2 separate regions of the Macaca mulatta genome follow, and region 1 is linked to region 2. The links are chromatin contacts, called in public Hi-C maps. All regions are on one chromosome and are shown on one strand. Each heading gives the region's core, a stretch centred on a gene start, on an enhancer-like site or on the middle of the called end of the contact. The rest is flanking DNA. Distances are from core to core; before and after follow the strand shown. Region 1 holds the start of SERPINB1 (serpin family B member 1). Region 2 holds the start of NQO2 (N-ribosyldihydronicotinamide:quinone dehydrogenase 2).

The links. A called contact is a pair of places that touch in the nucleus more often than the background predicts.
Region 1: a contact with region 2 is called in a Hi-C map of CD4 T cells, with 3 times the contacts expected there. The contact joins the promoter of SERPINB1 here to the promoter of NQO2 in region 2. A contact is called at or near these places in 4 of 14 Hi-C or Micro-C datasets (CD4 T cells, fetal cortex germinal zone, fetal cortical plate and 1 more).

What each region holds. Positions count from the first base shown.
Region 1 is chr4:180,404,187-180,409,440 of T2T-MMU8v2.0, reverse strand. It overlaps SERPINB1 (serpin family B member 1), which reads right to left and starts at 2,212. Exons shown (of 7, transcript NM_001261583.1): 1 at 2,174-2,212; 2 at 805-980. The coding sequence starts at 972.
Region 2 is chr4:180,250,899-180,256,827 of T2T-MMU8v2.0, reverse strand. NQO2 (N-ribosyldihydronicotinamide:quinone dehydrogenase 2) reads left to right here and starts at 2,925. Exons shown (of 7, transcript XM_078001015.1): 1 at 2,925-3,067; 2 at 5,314-5,431. It overlaps LOC144340590 (a long non-coding RNA gene), which reads right to left and starts at 2,065. Exons shown (of 2, transcript XR_013416860.1): 1 at 458-2,065.

The sequences.
Region 1 (5,254 bases), core at 963-3,462, 150 kb before region 2:
CCCCTTGAACTTGAATCCCGGGCTGCACCTTGTCAAGGAACAGGGGCCGTGTCATTCACAGCAGGTATGTTAGAAGAGCCCCTACTTTTACCACTCTTTTCTGCTGGCCTTCGAGAGAGCGAGCTAGAGTTCTCTTCTCAGAATTAAAGAGTATCAAACACAGAAGGACAAGAAGTGACCTGTCACATTGCCAAGGGCTGGGTCCTGCTCCCAAAGCTGCTGGGTGTCCCCCTCACCTCCCCTGCAGGGCGTGCTATGCCACAGCCCACTAAGCCATGCTCAGCACCCTGGGACTATAGAACCACAGGGTCACTTTTTCTCTTTTCCTTGGAAAAAAGCAATGCCACTATCTCCACTATAATGCATTCCCTATGTCTCACTCCTCTCATTATGCTTGAATCATGTTATGTAACAGGCAATATTTATGAGTTGCATATCATCCACCATATGCAAAGCAAAAACTGGAAGCTGCTAGCTCAGGAGGATGTAGTATGGCTTTCAGGAAAGTTGCCAGGTTCATCCACTGGAACAGAAGACTCGCCCTGCAGGGATTTTTGTCAGCTTTGCTCACTGCTATCTCCGCAGCAACACAAAAAAACAGTTCCTGGTATGTGGTAGGTACTTAGGAAAAACCTGATGATGAATGAAAGCCTGCCTACAAGTGTGACTTTTCTGACAGTCTGATCTCATAAAAATACAGTTTCGAAAACACACTAAGGGCTCAAAGGCACAACCTTTCCATAAAGACCGTCCATTCGTAGGGAGATGGAAGGAAAGCAGACCCTTTCTGTCGTTTCTGCTGACCTTGGACAGCTGTGCTGCCGTGTTCCCTCTGGTCCCCAGAAAGACCATGGCCATCGCAGATGAAATGCTGAAGGGAGAGATGAAGATATTTCCAGCCGGATTGTGCTCACTCAAGGCCAGGAACAGGTCCAAGGCGAAGCGGGTGTTTGCTGAGCTCAGCTGCTCCATGGTGAAAACTGCAACACAGAACAGGGTCCCCCTGGTGCCCACTGCCCATGCCAGCAGATTAGGCAGCACTCGTTCCCCCAGAAGCTTCCTCCACTTCTGCCAGCCACCCTGTGGCACCCTTGATCTTGTACTTTCTCTCCGCCTTTTTATTCCAGCAGGGCAAGAACACTTTCCCAGGCCCACAAATGTGGGACCATGCTGGCCAAGGATTCAGCAGTTACAGGGGATTTTAGGGCACCCAGGGGAGCCCTAAAGGGCTCTGGCCTTGCGGACAGGTGAGTCTGGGGGGTGGGGTGGGGTGGGGCAGGCCCTAGCCACCCCAGCTTTAGCATAGCCACCCAGCCCTGGGTCCTCCCAACCTATGTTTGGGAGCGCAGGTGCTTCTGAGCCTGTGATTCAAGTCTGATTCACTGGGCAATGAATCCATTGCCTACCTTCACCTGAACTAACAGCATTCTATCAAAGACTCATAGCTACCTACTATGCATTAAAACTCTGGCAAAGGTATCACTGTAATTATTATAATAATATAAGTCTTCCTTATTTTTGAGGTTCAAAAGGCATAAGAGGTCCAGTGCCCAAAGTCTCAGAGCCGGTGTAGGATGTGCCAGTTTGGAAACCCACCACCGTCCAGGGTCTGGCGGTGCAGCATCCCATCCGCCACCCACTAGCCCATCTGGATCTCCACTCTCAGAGCCCTAATTTCCCCAAGGACAGGCAAAGAAGAACGGTACTGCCCGCTGGGCAGCTGACTTCTCCTTGTTGTGCAATCGTCTCTAGAATCGCACGGGGTTCCTCCTCTCTCTCCCTGCAGCTGCAGATAGGAGCAGTGCTCGACCCTGAGCTGCCTGGAAACTGTCACAAACAGCTCTGGGAGGAAGGGAATTCAGGGAGAAAGGACAACATTCTAATCTCGGGTTTCAGTCTTGCCCTTCCGCCTGCATCTGTCGTCCTCCCTCCTCCCTCCCAGGCTGGCCGGGCCTGCGCCCAGGCAAGGGCGGGGGATCAGAGGTCGCCTGTCTCGGACGCGGCGCCCGGAAGGGATGGGGGCGCCAAGCGGGTGGGGGGCGCGCAGGGAGCTTCCGGGCTGATGGGCCTGAGCCTGGGGCGGGGGTGGGGTGCTGGGCTGGAAGCTGAGCGAGGGGGCCTGGCCTCTCCCCCCAGCTCGCCGCCGCGCCACCGCTCCGAGTCCCGGCCTTACCCGATACGCTGCCAAGGCACGCTCCGGGCTCCGAGCTGGGTGCGAGCTGTGGGAGGAAGCACCGAGGGCCGCTGCCCTTATACCATGCGGAAGCGCCACCCGGGCCAGCAGCCGCGGGCGGGGCGGCGGCCCTTCCCTGGGACCGCCGAGGAGTCAGAGCTCCCGGGGTTGCCTAAGTGGAAGCAGAAATGAGCGTGGCTTCCGGGCAGCGCCCTCCTCGGGGCATCCGCGCCTTTCTCAGTTCTAAGCCTTTCCCGGAATCGCTGGCAAGGACCTGAAGAGCTTTTTCTTACTAAGGTGTGAATGACTGACACGACATAGTGTGACACCTCTTAGAGGGCAAATGACTCCCTTTGAGTCCTATCTATATTGGAAGCTTTCTTTGAGAGAAGGAAGAAAATTTGGGGATCTTGCATAGGGAAAAAGAGGGACCCCCAGAATCAGATAAAACAGAACCAGTTCCAAACACCTGCTCTCTGTTTCCAAGATGACAGCTTGCTGCTGCATCCTCAATGGTGGAAAGTGGAAGGGCAAAAGGGGCCAAATCCCATGTGAAGTCTCTTGTACAAGGGGCTAATCCCACTCATGAGGAAGGTGTCCTCATGATCTCATCACCTCCTAAAGGCACCACCTCTTAGCATTGCATTGAGGATTGTTTCAGCATGAATTTTGGAGGGGACACAGACATACAAAGCATAGCATTTTGCCCCCGTCCTCCAAATTCATGCCCTTCTCACATACAAAATGCATGCATTGTATCCCAGTGGCCCCCAAAGTTCCAGTATCAACTTTAAAATGTAAGTCCAAAGTCTCTTCTAAATATCTTCTAAATTGGCCGGGTGCGATGGCTCAAGCCTGTAATCCCAGCACTTTGGGAGGCCGAGACGGGTGGATCACGAGGTCAGGAGATCGAGACCATCCTGGCTAACACGGTGAAACCTCGTCTCTACTAAAAGATACAAAAAATTAGCCGGGCGAGGTGGTGGGCGCCTGTAGTCCCAGCTACTAGGGAGGCTGAGGCAGGAGAATGGCGTGAACCTGGGAGGCGGAGCCTGCAGTGAGCCGGAGATCGCGCCACTGCACTCCAGCCTGGGCTACAGAGCAAGACTCCATCTCAAAAAAAAAAAAAAAAAAAAAAAAAAAAAAAAAAATTTCTTCTAAATTAGAAAGGCATAAGATTCAAGGTACAATTCATCCTAAGTGAAATTCCCCTCCAGCTATGAGCCTGTGAAATCAAACAGGTTACATGCCTTCAAAATACAGTGGTGAGACAGGCATAGGACGGACATTCCCATTCCCAAAGGGAGAAACAGGCCAGAATAAAGGAGTATCTGGTCCCAAGTAAGTCCAAACCCAATAAGGCAAACAGCATTACATCTTGGGGCTTCAGAATCATCTTCTTCGATGCTGTGTCCCCCATTCCGAGCACATGGGGGTGGGGACTGGGTCCCCTAGGGTCCAGGGGGCCCACTCCCATGGATTTGCCCAGTGCAACCCATGCAGCAACTCTCACAGATTGAAGTCTAGGCTCTCCCAGGATAGACTTGCATGCTCGTGGCTGTACAGTTCTGGGTTCTCAGGGACAGCCCTGTTCCCACAGCTCCACTAGCTATTACCCTAGTTGGGGCTCTCTGCAGTGGCCCCAATCCCACTGCTCCACTAAACATTGCCCTAGTGAGGGCTTTCTGCAGCAGCCTCACCTCAGTGACAATTCTCTGACTGGGCCCCCGGGCTCCCCAAGACATCCTTCAAAATCTAGAAGGAGGTGGCCGTATCTCCACAGTTCGTGCACTCTGTACACCTGCAGAGTTAGCATCTCGTGGACACGCCAAGGCTTACAGGAAGGGTAGCCTGACAAGGGCCTGCATGAGCCACACCTGAGATGGTGGCCAAAGAGTGCTGCACCAGAATGTGGAGGGACGGGGGTGGGCAGAGACTTGAGGCAGCCCTAGGCAGCAAGCCCCAAGGTTCCATGGTGTCCTGAGTCCTCCCTTAAAACCGTCTGCCCTCAGGATCCTGGCACTCTGAAATGGGGATGGAGATCCAGCACCGGTAACCTCTGAAATGCCTTTGGGTTCATTCTTCCATTGTCTTGATAAATAGCATCTGGCTTCCTTCTATACATACTCACCTTATTATCAAATGTGATCCTGACCACACTCTTAGTGTTCTCTCCCAAACATGCCTTTTCATTCTTTACATGGCCAGGCTGAGAATTTTCCAAATCTTTAAGCTCTGCTTCCCTCTTGATTATAAACTCCATCTTTAATTCATTCTCTCTGCCCACATTTTACTATAAGCAGTCAAGAGAAGCCATGCTGCACTCTCAACACCTTGCTCAGAGATTTCTTCCACCAAATATCCTAGTTTATTGCCTTTAAGTTCTGCCATTCAGAAAACACTAGGACACAGACACAATTCAGCCAAATTCATTGCCACGGTGTAACAAGGATGACCTTTCCTCCAGTTTCCTTTTAAGATCTCATCAAAACTGTCTTTACCATCTATACTTCTAACTGCATTCTGATCATGACCACTTAATTAATCTCCAAGAAGATTTAGACTCTCCCTACAGCTCTCCTTGTCTTCTGAGCCCTCACCCTTAATTTCCCTTAATGCTCTGTTCATGTCTATATAGGCTTTTTCCAGCATGCATCTCCAAATTTCTTCCAGCCTCTACCCATTAGTCAGTTTCAAAGCTGTTTCCACATATTTAGGTATTAGTTATAGCAACATCCCACTTCTCAGTATCAATTTCTGTCATCATCCATTTTTGCTGCTATAAATGAATACCTGTGATTGGGCAATTTATTAAAAACAGAAATTTATTGCTCACAGTTCTGGAGGCTGGGAAGTCCAAGAATAAGGCACCAACATATTTGGTGCCTGGTGTGGGCTGCTCTCTGCTTCCAAAATGGCACCTTGTTAATGCATCTAAGGAGGAAATACAGTGTCTTCATGTGCTGGTGGGAGGGATGGAAAGGGATGAATGCACTCCTTCAGGGGCCCAAATTCCACCCACGAGGGTTCTGCCCTCATGACTTCATCACGTCTTAAGGCTCTACCTCTTAAAATTATCAC
Region 2 (5,929 bases), core at 1,676-4,175:
TGTACACCACCTGGCAAATTTTTTTATTTTTAGTAGAGACGGGGTTTCACCATGTTGGCCAGGCTGGTCTCAAACTTTTGACCTCAAGTGATCTGCCCACCTCTGCCTCCGAAAGTGCTGGGATTACAAGCATGAGCCATGGCGCCCAACCCGAGTGTTTCTATTTGGGATGATGAAAACGTTTTGGAAATAAATAGTTGTAATAGTTGCACAGCACTCTGAAGGTAATTAATGTCACTGAACTGTACACTTAAAATGGTGAAAATAGTAAATTCCATGTTATACAGATTTTGCTACCCACAAACCAAAACAAAAAATCCAAAAACCTTTATGTTGTTATGAAGAAGCAGTTTTCCAAAGGGATGGGGATGCTAGTAGCAGAAGGAAAAGGAATCTCATTAAATAAAAACAAAAGCAATGACCTCTTCAGGAGGTGGCTCAGCTAGTTTAGCCTTACCTTAGCACCATTATGGTCCATTTTATCCAGAATTAGAAACATGGGGTGTTGGGAAGAAGAGATGTGTACGTGCCTCAGCTGCCTCCCTGCCCAGAATGCTGACTCCGACTCTTGCATTCCACTAAGGCTGGGGATTAAATGAAAAGTGAGAATCTGGAAACCCCCAGATATGATGTTCGTCGTTGGAGCTGACTATCTCGTTTTAGTAGCATGACCTCCTCCTCAAACTCAGGATGCAATTATGGTCACATCTCATTTGTTTGCAGTAATTGCTCAGCTCCAATACCAGATTAGCAGTAAGTTCTGTTATTTTCCTTTTGACGATGGGCTCCTCCTGAACTGTCCTGGAATCTACCACCGTTCAACTTACACTATTCAAAAGACCCAGGGAACTAGGACAGTCCAGCTTCCAACCCCAACCAGGGAACAACTTGCTCAGTCCACGTTGTGATATCTCCTCGCTGCCACAAGGTGGTGACGTTGCATCACAGACTCGCATGATGGGCGCGCAGGCGCCAATGCTCCCAGGACCTGCCGTTGCATTCCTAAATGAAAGCTGCTCCCAGGATCTGGACTCACGAGACAAGGCAGCCTGTTCCCCGCTGGGGAGCTTAGGGGCAAGAGGGCATCTCAGAGAGAGGGCACATTCTCACCTCTGAAGACAAGGAGAACATCATCAATACATAGACCAATGCCAGCACTACACCTTAGGATGGGCAGTTCCATTGTGAGTTAAAGCAAAATGAACGAACGAATGAACCAGTAAGTATATGAGAGGGAAAGTCCCAACGACTCTCAGGAAGTGCAATCAACAGTTGCAGTTATTTTCATTAGGAACATTCTAAACACAGGGGAAACCTTCCTTCCTTCTGCTCTGTTGTTGGAGTGGGACATCAATGTTTCTGGTCTCTATTTCTAGGACACCAGAAATCAAGGTATAGAGTTTGGAGAAGGGACTTGGAGAGGTCACAGTGGCAGGTGGCTGCCAAATGGGGTGGCAGAATCCAGCAAGCGCTGGAGAAAGACAATCGGCCCAAACTGTTCCCCAACACCGCCCCCAACCCCCCACTGGCTCTGGTTCCAAGACTTCCCATTTTCTAGGCCTTTCTTTGGCCTTAAACCATTTTCCTTTAATTGAACTTTTTCTGTGGAGCCATGCGCCCTTTATCCGGTTTCTCCCGATGGTGACATCTCACAAAGGACGGTCCAGTATCCCAACGGCGTGTTGCATTCCGCGGGACACAGATTCCTTCACAGGCAACCCCTGGGTTGCGTTTTTATAGCCACACGCACCCGCCTCCCTAACTCCTGGGTACCGCTAATAAGTCCTGCATTTCTCTCCTCTGTTTTTTGGAGAAATGAACCATCCGTGCGTGACCTTTGGGGGAGCATCTTGCATAATACCAGTACACCAGCGGCGCCGTGGGTGAGTGACCTTTGGGACTGGTTTCTCTCACCAGCCTAACTCCCTGGGAGATCCGAGCAAGCTGATGAGTGTATCAGTGGCTCATTCTTTTTTTTTTTTTTTTTTTTTTTTGAGACGGAGTCTCGCTCTGTCACCCAGGCTGGAGTGCAGTGGCGGGATCTCAGCTCACTGCAAGCTCCGCCTCCCGGGTTCACGCCATTCTCCGGCCTCAGCCTCCCGAGTAGCTGGGACTACAGGGCTGCCACCTCGCCCGGCTATTTTTTTTTTTGTATTTCTTAGTAGAGACGGGGTTTCACGGTGTTAGCCAGGATGGTCTCGATCTGCTGACCTCGTGATCCGCCCATCTCGGCCTCCCAAAGTGCTGGGATTACAGGCTTGAGCCACCGCGCCCGGCCTCATTCTTTCTTTTGCACCACGGACCCTCATTCTGTAACCGGGATACCTGCCAGGGATGGGGAGCGGGAGGCGCAGGGCAGGGGCGTCCCTCTTCTCGGCACAGCGTCCCCGCGCTGGATTTCTATCAATCCAGTTTCCACCTCCCTGGAAGCCAGTAGGGTCCTCCTCAATCCTGGATCGCGGGGCGAGGCCCCGCGCGGACCTCAGGGGCGGGGAGTGGACAGAGCTTAGGGGCCGGGGAGAAGTGTGGGTGGGGCGGGACGCCGGCGTGGAGGCGGGGCCTGGGCGTGGGAGGGCGTGGAGCGAGGCGGTGCACCGCCGGGGCGGGGTGTGGGTGGGGCTCCGGGGCGGGTGTGGGCGGGGCTATGGGGCGGGGCGTGGGCGGTGCTATGGGGGCGGGGCGGGGCGGTGCTATGGGGTGTGGGCGGGGCTATGGGGCGGGGCGGGGTGTTGCTATGGGGGCGGGGTGTGGGCGGTGCTATGGGGGTGTGGGCGGGGGAGGGGCGGGGCGCGGATCATGGGCGGGACCGGGAGTGGGCGGGGCCTCAGTGTAGCAGGCGTGCTGCGGAAAGACGCCTGCAGTCCCGCGTCTCGGGGCGGGTTCTGGGCTGCTTGGGTTGGCGCGTGTCCCTGGTCCCCGAGGGCGCAGTCGCAGCGCTCCCGCCCGCCAGGCGTCTGCGAGTGCGCGGCCCTGTGCGGCCGGAACCTGGGGCAACTCCGAGAGCGGTCCTTGGGGAGACGCGGGTCCCAGCCCTGAGGCACCTACTGGGGCGTGCGCTGGTCGGAGGGTGAGTGATCCCCGGTCGGGGACCGGGGGACTTGGGAGGGACAGTTCCCGGACTGGAGGGCCAGAACGCTCCCTGGGATTTCACCTGGCCGGACATATGGCCCTGTGGGTCATCGCGCCCAGGCCAGGAACCATTCTGAACATAGGATGGTAGTTGGTTGTAACTGAACGCGCCCGCACGCAGGGCCCCGGTGTCGAATCGTCTGGTTGAACCTGCCGTCAACCCTATGGAACGGGTGCTGGTATCATAGTCACATTACAAGTAGGAATCAGCTGGCCCGAGGTCAGTCTGTAAAGCGGGTACCGGGGTTTAGGCCCGTGCGTTGCCCAGCGCTGCCCTGAAGGTGCAGGTGAACCACTGTTTTGCACTGCCTTTGTCAAGGATATTGTGGCAGTCTGGAAAAAAAAAATCAGCTTCTCTAATCTATAATCTCTCTGAAAAAAAATAAATAAGCTTTTTTTTTTTTTTTTTTGAAATGGAGTCTCGCTCTGTCGCCCAGGCTGGAGTGCAGTGGCACGATTTCGGTTCACTACAACCTCCGCCTCCCGGGTTCAAGCAATTCTTCCGTCTCAGCCTCCTGAGTAGCTGGGATTACAGGCACGCGCCACCACGCCTGGCTAATTTTTTGTATTTTTAGCAGAGTCGGGTTTCATGTTGGTCAGGCTGGTCTCAAACTCCTGACCTCGTGATCTGCCCGCCTCAGCCTCCCAAAGTGCTGGGATTACAGGTGTGAGCCACCGCGCCCGGCCCTGTTTTTTTTTTTTTTTTTTTTGAGAAGGGTCTCACTCTGTTGCCCAGGCTGGAGTGCAGTGGGGCAATCTCCACTCACTGCAACCTCTGCTTTCCGGGTTCAAGCGATTCTCCCACCTCAGCTTCCCAAGTAGCTGGGATTACAGGCGCCCGTCACCATGCCCAGCTAATTTTTGTATTTTTAGTAGAGGCGGGGGTTTCGCCATGTTGGCCAGGCGGGTCTTGAACTCATTTTTCTTTCTTTTTTTTTTTTTTTAATGAGACAGAGTTTCGCTCTTGTTGCCCAAGCTGGAGTGCAATGGCGCAATCTCAGCTCACTATAACCTCCGCCTCCCAGGTTCAAGCTATTCTCCTACCTCAGCCTCCCGAGTAGCTGGGATTACAGGTGCTCGCCACCACGCTCGGTTAATTTTTTGTATTTTTAGTAGAAATGGGGTTTCACCATGTTCGCCAGGCAGGTCTCAAACTCCTGACCTCAGGTGATCCGCCTGCCTCCGCCTCCCAAAGTGCTGGGATTACAGGCATGAACCATTATGCCTGGCCAAAAATCAGCTTGTTTAACCTTTAATCTGTGAAAAAATAAATCAGTTTAACCTTTAATCTCCGAAGATCTCAGCCAAAGAAATACATGAAAAGGAATATGTATTAGATAATAAACACTTCTAGCTGTGCTGTTTATAGGGCTGGGAAAAAAATGGAAATAATCTAAGGTCCCAGAAATAGGAAGATGGGCACACAAGGGTATGCAGGCAATGGTTTAGCTGCAGCATGAATACACACTGAATACACTGTGAAGTGTTGTCTGTTAGAATGCCCAGCAGGGGGACTTGTCCACATGGAAAGAGGCACAGGAAATAAAGTGAAAACATTACAAAATAACTTCTACATGCTGATTAAAATCAAATAACGTACACATCAAAAATATCAGAGCCCATTTGACCTGGTATGTACAGTTTAATAAGCACATGGCTCTTTTCTCCTGTAGGCCTGGGTAGGTGCATAGTTTATAACAAGGGAGAGAACTGTCACTGCTGTGGATGGGGTGCCAAGGGAAGTGCCTGGGGTGAAGTGAACAGTGACGCACTGCAAGTCGAGAGCCTGGGTTGGAGTCTTTCTCTACTAATTCAAATAGTATAGAAAATAGAGCTGAGTCACTCAAATAGAGCTGAGTCACTCAGCTCTTGGACCTCAGATTCTTATTCTTAACCACTAGGGGGATGGAGACAGAAGTCACAGACTCACATGCCACCAGGCATATGATGTAAACATGTAAACTCGGCCAAGGAATACAATAGGGTGTGGTGAGCTGGGGACACTGAAGAATGGATGCGCTGTCTAGAAGAGGGAAAATGAAGCATTTCATACAAACAACATGTCTTCGGGCAATCACTTTGGGAATCAGGATAAGGTGTTCCCCCAGGCTGCAGAAACACCGGCAACGTTTACAAAGGTAAATCATTTCGTATCACTCTTTTTTTTTTTCTTTTTTGAGACAGAGTCTTGCTCTGTTGCCCAGGCTGGAGTGCAATGGCAGAATCTTGGCTCACTGCAACCTCCACCTCCCAGATTCAAGCAATTCTCCTGACTCAGCCTCCCAAGTAGCTGGGACTACAGGTACGTGCCACCATACCTGGCTAATTTTTGTATTTTTTAGTAGAGATGGGGTTTTGCCACATTGACCAGGCTGGTTTCAAACTCCTGACCTCAGGTGATCGCCCCATGTTGGCCCCTCAAAATGCTGGGATTACAGGTGTGAGCCACCACAACTGGCCATCATTCCATATTACTCTCTAGCTTAAGAGGCTCCAAGGGCTTTCTGTCAGACTTAGAATAAAATCTCACCCCTACCCTAGGAGAGGTCAGACCCCTCCCACCTCCCTGACTGCATCTACCACCACCCAACTCTTTTTTTTTTTTAACCATAGTTCAGCCAAACAGGCTTTTTTTTTTTTCTTTTACTTTCTGTTTTTTCTTGAAACAGAGTCTCACTCTGTCACCCAGGCTGGAGTGCAGCAATCCTCTAACCTCAGCCCCCTGAGCAGCTGGGACTACAGGCATGTGCCACCACACCTGGCTAATTTTTTTAAATCTTTGGTAGAGATGGGATCTCAC